Linked DNA regions of Anas platyrhynchos: region 1 is linked to region 2. The links are chromatin contacts, called in public Hi-C maps. All regions are on one chromosome and are shown on one strand. Each heading gives the region's core, a stretch centred on a gene start, on an enhancer-like site or on the middle of the called end of the contact. The rest is flanking DNA. Distances are from core to core; before and after follow the strand shown.

Evidence for each region. Hi-C and Micro-C count contacts between places; a contact is called where the count stands out from the background.
Region 1: a contact with region 2 is called in a Hi-C map of subcutaneous adipose tissue, with 3 times the contacts expected there. The contact joins two enhancer-like sites. A contact is called at or near these places in 2 of 8 Hi-C or Micro-C datasets (skeletal muscle and subcutaneous adipose tissue).

Annotation. Positions count from the first base shown.
Region 1 is chr9:17,882,268-17,885,769 of IASCAAS_PekinDuck_T2T, reverse strand. All of the region lies in intron 3 of OTOS (otospiralin), which reads right to left. Among named protein-coding and RNA genes, the nearest start is that of OTOS, 120 kb to the right of the region's middle. Within about 2 kb of position 1,364, at least 2 of the 8 cell types and tissues checked have an H3K27ac peak or open chromatin away from gene starts, as enhancers often do. A contact at or near this core is called in subcutaneous adipose tissue, where this site is marked.
Region 2 is chr9:17,452,649-17,456,198 of IASCAAS_PekinDuck_T2T, reverse strand. No RefSeq gene overlaps it. Among named protein-coding and RNA genes, the nearest start is that of SAP130, 50 kb to the right of the region's middle. Within about 2 kb of position 1,863, at least 1 of the 8 cell types and tissues checked has an H3K27ac peak or open chromatin away from gene starts, as enhancers often do. A contact at or near this core is called in subcutaneous adipose tissue, where this site is marked.

The DNA of each region.
Region 1 (3,502 bases), core at 115-2,614, 430 kb before region 2:
GAGCAGCTATCTGCCAGCTGCTCACACGTCTGCACAGCACACCCATCCCACACACCCACACCTGTGCACTCAACATTCAGCAAAGCAAACAGGCTTCTTAAAGAAAAGGGCCTCTTAGCCAGTCAGCTTGTGTCTGAGGCAGCCAGCTCTCAGAGACAACTCTTTCCAGACCTGCTGCTGTATTCCACCTGACATCAGGTAGGCTTCTTGTTCTGCCTGACACCTATTTTAAAAGTGCTTAGCTTTGGCCTATAAAAGTCATCAAGGTTTCAAGGCAGGATATGATTTAAAGTATGTCTGCACAGGTCATTCTTCCTCCCTATCCCCATGTAACCTTGAATTCAGCTTGCTTGTAATACAGTTGCCCCTACTGGCAGTGCTCTGACTTGAGCTAAGGAGTCATAATGTGTTGTTCGGATGTACATCATGTTCTGAATGGTCAGCAAAATGCTCTGCTGATACAAGGTTTCTCCAGAATAGCACTAGGCATTTAAATGCTGCTTCAGGAAATCTGAGAATGAGAACAATTTTAGAATGAACACGCACACAAAAAAGGAAACAACTCTAAAAACAGTGCCCTTCTTACAAAGCACGTCTGTCAAGAGCTACAGCATCTTAGGTTTTTTGACAAGAATAAATTGGAGGGCCTATATTTTGCTCCTTTCAATGCTGTACACAGTTTTGGAAGAGAGTCACCTTCTGCCAAACACTCGGTAAACGTGCAGTGATGTTATGGGAGACATGAAAGGAAACACCCAGGATTCCACAACAACTTCACAGCCTGTCCATGAGGAAAGGTAACTCAGGGACACGTGGCAGTATCTGCCCTCTCGCCATGAAAAAGGGATGGTGCTTCCACTGGGCAGCCTGCATTGATGGTGACTACATACTGCCAAACGGAGTAGCCCAAGCCACATCCTGATCTGGCCCCTCACTTGGGCTTGCACCTCAAAAGCTGCTCTGCCCTCTACAGCAGCGATCAGACGTGGACTCGGCCGCGTGTCATTTGCTGCTAGCACGCAGGCTGCCTGCCTGCTTCGTGTCCTGCACAGGACCTGTGTGAGTCAGCACCTTAAAGGGCTTGCTTCCCTCCATGAATTCCTTCCCAGGCCGTACTACCCAGAGGCAGAGCTGGGATACGAGGCTGACTCCTCTCTTTTAACAGTGAAAGAGGAGGTGTAATTTAGTCAGGGCTGCACTGCTGCCCGAGGCATCTAGCCATGTACACAGAGCGGGCTCCTCTGCAGGCTCTGGCAGCAGAAGCATGGATCTCTGGGGCTGCAGCCAAAGGCTTTAACTGTAACTTCACTCATCTGTGCACAACCTGAACTGTCCAGTCACTAGATGGGGACAGAGTCACATCAGCCTACGTGGGTGACCAGGCTGTGGCAAGAAGCAGCATGCAGAGCAAATGAATTTCAAGCAGAACGACCAGAGGCAGGCCTGTCGCCCAGCTCTGCCAAGGGAGCACCACCCAAGCCCAAGAATCACCGGGCCATAAAAGAGCTACAGCAGCAACAAAGAGACCCTTTAGGAGTTGTTCTTGTGAGTAAGTCAGTCCTGTTAAAAATTTCAGCAAGCAACAGAGACATTCATCCAAGGCACACCATGAGATGAAGCAGACAGGGTTCTGCCAAAAATGTTGCATGAAGGAGGTAGATCTACTGGGAATTAGTGCGCTCCACCTCCCCTGCCTGCCGCGCAGGAGGCTCTTATGCACTGCAACTGCTTGTTCGAGCCCGCTGCAGCTGCTCAGGAAGCCCGAGCTGCCCTGGAGGGGCCAGGCCAAGGCAGCACAGCCGAATGGAGGAACCAAAGGTCTGGGAACTCCCCCTGCACTGGGGTCTCGCCACAGCCGGGAGCAGCTTTGTTGCTCAGCAGCCCAGGCTCCCCAGCAAGCAGCTTGCTTCCTGCCAGGCAGCTAACCCTGCTCACACACAGCTGCCCCTGCCTCAAAGCCTGGCGCTTGCACACTGGCTTAGCTTTTGTGCGGAAGTCATCCAGCTATTTTGCTCTCTTTTACTGGAGAGAATCTCTCCAAGAAACGAGCCCATCTGCCTGAAGGCACTAGCCCAAGGAACAGCTGCGGATCGCTGTGCCACCTTTACTTACTCCTGTTCAGGAATAAAAAGCCCCTGATACACCTCAAAAACTCAGGAGCATCTTGTACTAAAACACAACACAAATGTTAATGTATCCTTACCACACTACAGCAGCTTCTTTCCTCCATTTATAAACAAGAGAAGCTCCTTCAGAGTAGGCAGAGCTGCACTGCCATGTCAGGGCAGGAGCTGGGCCCAGTGTTTGCTGTTCTGTACGGAACCGGGAGCAGCTGACTGGGATACCATGACACCTGGGCTTGCTTTCTGTTGCAGTGAGTAATATTTAACTCTGGTTGAACCACCAAGAAATACCACTGAACGCATTTCTGAATGTGGGAACAATACAGAGAAAAGCAACAATACTGTGAACAAGGCAACAGGGTGCACTTGCACATTTGTGCAGCTTTTCAGATGAATGCCAGATCTGTTTCAAGGACAGGTAAGCACGACTGTCTTGCTATCTAGAAAGTCAGCATCCAGAAGTGAAGCAGATTTCCAGATCTCCTGTCTGTCTATCACAGCATTTTCAGGCAAATGTGTCCCCTGTGCATGTCAGTTGGATCTGAATTAGGTCTGAATAAGCTCCACAGACAGTTAACCAAAGCAGAGCCTTGGCTAGCCAGTGTCAGATACATTAGTCTGTGCTAAGCTGCAAGTAAAGCACACTCATGCCTACCTGCAGCCTGTGCAAATGCTGCTGCAATGATGAGATCAAGCTGTCTTCTGCTTCAGTGCACCACATTTGGTCCCTTCTCTCCCAGACTAAACTTACTCAAGCTCCTTCACTTCTTGCAAATGACCACAACTTTGGCATTTAAACAGATTTTGCTGTAAAACCATGTTGTTCTCCCAGAACTGAAACAAGGATGGGAGACCTCACCTAGCACCAAGTTTTTCTGATGGCACACAGTTATCAATTCCTAATGATTTGGCTTCTTCAGAGACTCAAGTTAAACATCAGGTATCACAGAGCATTTGTCTACAACCCCGAAGTTAACACGGTACTTGCCTATTTAACATCTATTGAAGTGCATGAATTCATCTGTATTACCACATTTTTGGTTTACTGGTTGTCAGTTTGTAGCAATTGTTGTGACAATGGCAAAGAAAGAAGAGGAAACAAAAGTTAGAAGAACTGAGGAAAGGGAATCTCACTGGACAATGTTGGTATCAGAAATCATTTAAATGTAAAAGGTTTCAAGTGAGCTTTTATACTCTTAACTTCTTACATTTTCCTGCATCCTATTGTTAAATCAGTAACCCACACTGTCAGGCTGCTGTTTACAATTACATGCAATTTATTTTGCTAACACATTAAATGAAGTGCCTGAAATAAGCTTCTAAATTAGTTTCAATGGAATAGTTGTTATATTTTCATTAAATTTCAGCATATTCCACAG
Region 2 (3,550 bases), core at 614-3,113:
CCCAGTATAACTTGGCATAAAGTGGTAATAAGCCAAAAAATATGCCTAATTCAAGGGCTTTAAAACCAGTTAGTGTAAGTTTAGGATACTGAGAAGTAGCCAAAGCGGTGGCTTACTTTCTCAAATTCTGGGCTGTTTACTAGCAGCAAATGCATTTCTGGGAGCATCTCTGCATGGTGTGTGCCCTGGCCAGTGTTGTGGTTAATGTGCCAAGCAGCTACTGACCTGTAAGTGCAGCTTTTCTCCTGTTTTCCGCTACATGGGCATTAAGCTTTACAGCTTAATTCACAGTATGTGAATGAATATATGAAGCTCATAGGTGGTTGCAAGGTGAGGTCCTTACAAACAGGAACTTCCTAAGATTTCATTCTTTTTCACCTTCATCCCTGAAACATTTGGGCTCTGCTGAAAATCAAGTTCCAGAGGTTAAAATATTCCACTTGCGTTTGGGGCTGAAGCTGTCTTCAGATCACTCTCCTGCTTTTAGAATGCAATTCTTGCTTTGATCAGCAGTGCTAAGCAATCAGGAGCAATGCCAATGCTCCGCAGGTCCAAGATTGCCATAGGTTCCCCATGTACTAGCTGTCTGGCAGAGGGAAAGCAGGGGAGGCAAGAACTTCGAAGGAAGAGAAAAATCATATTTTGCTTCCCAGTGGGTTTGTCCAGAAAAATAAACAGCCAGGTACTTGGGAAAGCAGACAAAAAATGTACTTCAAAGCGTAGAAAGAGCATACCTTTAGCTCTCATGTATGACTCAGATGGCGTGTACTTTTGTGACAGGACTCAGTCACAGCATGCTTTTGTGTGCTTTAACACTGTATTTCTGGTGTTCACAAAGCCTTTCGAAAAGAAAGCAAATCAGTATCAGTGGACAGAATTAAAGCCTTGAAAATGTATGCTTCATTTATAGAGCCTTATGTGAGTCTCACATGAGTTACCCAGGCAAAAGTGTTTCTCCAAGTGGAATGTGAGAAAGCAGCATCTCTTGGAAGTGTGATCTTCCTGTAAGAAGTACTAACTTCTGCCTTTACGTCCAAGTTCATTCTGATGCAGTGGGAGGTAGGAAGATGGTTTTAAAACTATGCTGGGGGTTTCTAAACTACTTTCTACATAATTTTTTGCCCACTTTATCAAAAAGCTTGTGATGGTCATAATCAGACACAGGACAGTGGCCCAAATAAACCTGGCTCAACCTAGTGTGAAGATTTCTGTGTTTCCAGCCCATTTCTCCTAGAATCAACCAATTTTTGTAAAAGAGGTGTCCTAATTCTAGTGTAGTACTAAAAAGGCAGGGTAATCTTCATTTAAATGAATAGATTGGCTCTTGAGTTACACTAGGAAGTGGATGATAAATGAAATGGAAGTGGCTCCATGGGATTTTGTTATTAATAAATACTGTGTGCATGTATGTGGTCTCTGTTTTGTTTTATGTTAAACACAACAACAACAGATCCAGAAGTGGATCTATTGGCAGCTCCTTTTCCTGGAAGCAGTTAGACTTTTCAAGGTAACTGTTTTTGAACTTCACCAAAAGCCTTTATAATTTAATGGCAGAAAGTCTAGCAAATGTAGCAGTATTTCCCGTAGATGGTATTCATTGCGTGTCTTAACGTGCACGCAGTGCAGCTGCAGGGCATGACAGTTCTTCCTCTTTGTGGCTGTTTTGGGTAGAGCTTGCCAAGCTCCAGTTTTCTGTCTTTGTACTTTTTTTTTGTTTTTTAGCTGAATGTCACACTAGGCCACATGGGACAAATATTTCCCGATTTATAAAAATTGCTGGGAATTGCTAGCAAGGGGTCAGTAGGCTCTTGTGGTTCTTTTCAGCAGTGCACGTGCTCCATCTACAGGTCAAAGAATCTGCTAATAAGGTCATTCATTATTCAGCCTGTTGAGATTGCCTTCCTGCAGTGTAGCGATAAAGGGACAACGCAGCTAAAGAGCTACCGCTGAGCCCACCAGTGTCAGCCTGAGTAACCAGCGTCCAGCTGAAAGTTGGGTCACCTACCAAAAGGTAGCTTTTGGGGAGAAAGAATTTGGCTTGTTTCTTAATGAGAAAAGGTAAAAGTGCTGCATGGAAAGGAGTGGGGTGGCTGCAGGGATTAAAAAAAAAAAAAAAAAAAAAAAAGCTGTAGAAGTTAACAACAAATGCTCTCGTGAGGGGAAGGATGAGTGTGCTGTTACCATGTGTGAGCTTAGGTTGGCAACTGGAAGATGATTTCCATTACTGTCAGTGTGCTGAGGTTCGAACAGCTTCCCAGTAGTGGGATGGAGGAGTAAGAAATCTAAACCTCAATTTAAAGTGATCTGGGTAAATCTGGGAATGGGGATTTTTGCAATAACAGTTGTGGCATTCAGGTACCGGGTTTGGTGACTCGGGTGGTACCTTTCAAGCCAGCAGTCCACCGTGCTGAGGCACAAAATTAAAATGCAGACATAAAGCCTCCTACTTTTTCTTTTTTTAAAAAGATGCAAGTCAAATGGCCTGTGAAAACAAAACAGCGTGTTCTTACGTGGGTCTGGACAGATCAACAGCAGTGAAGAGTTTTCTCCTATAACCTTGCCAGCGTGCCTCCGTTCTCAGCTAGAGACACGTTGCTGGGGTAAGAGCATAATTCGGTCAGCATGTCTATTAATTGGCCTTCGTGGCTGCCAGTATAGCAGCTGATAAGGCCTTATTTAATGAGAGAGAAGCAGAGTCTTGAACGGATCTTAAATGCCGTTCAATTTAGGGACAAGAAGTAGTACGTTGAGAGAAAAGTTCTTAACCCGTTTACATTTGTTACTAGGTGAGGGTGGCAATTTTAAAAATAAAACCAGGGTACTCCCTGTGTGTGTGCTGTATGTAGAAAGAGTCCTAGTGGTGTGCTGTAGTTCCTCTGCTGGTAGCACTCCTAGCTTTATTGGTCTGATGCAATACATGGAAAGCAGCTGACGATTTTAAGCTTTTTTCTTTTTTTTTCTCCTGAAGGGAAAACTCAGTGACTGGTATTTAAGAAGAGTCTGAGGGGGTGGATGGGAAAATCACCAACCCAGTCATGTTAGGTTTTGGTAACTGCGGAAGATAAGGCTGGTGCTCCACAGTAGGTGAAGCAAAGGGCTACTGGTCCAGATGTCTGACACAGCACAGGGGAAGCTCTTGGGACATCAGTGATGTCCTGAGAGCAGAAATGACTCTTGAGAGGGTTTTACAGAATATAATTCTCATCCAATAAGTGCGACTTTGAGGAATGATAGGTTTGGGCTTAATAACAGCATCAAATGCATATATAAATCCTTCACAAGAGCCTACCTCGTTGCTCCAAAATAATGTTATCATATAGCCAATGTCTAGAGCATGCATTAAAAGGATTAAGAACCTGCTAACAAAGTAGCAATAATTAGTGGGAATCCCTATCAAGTAGGTGTTTCAGAATCTTTTTTTTTTTTTTCCTGTAAAGGTTCTGCAGTGATCGGTACTATTCAGTGCTTTCATAAAGGTCTGGAAGTAATTGTGGTGACAGCTGTTTAGCGGCAGTGAATCATACACAGCAATGCAGATTTCTTGGGGCCT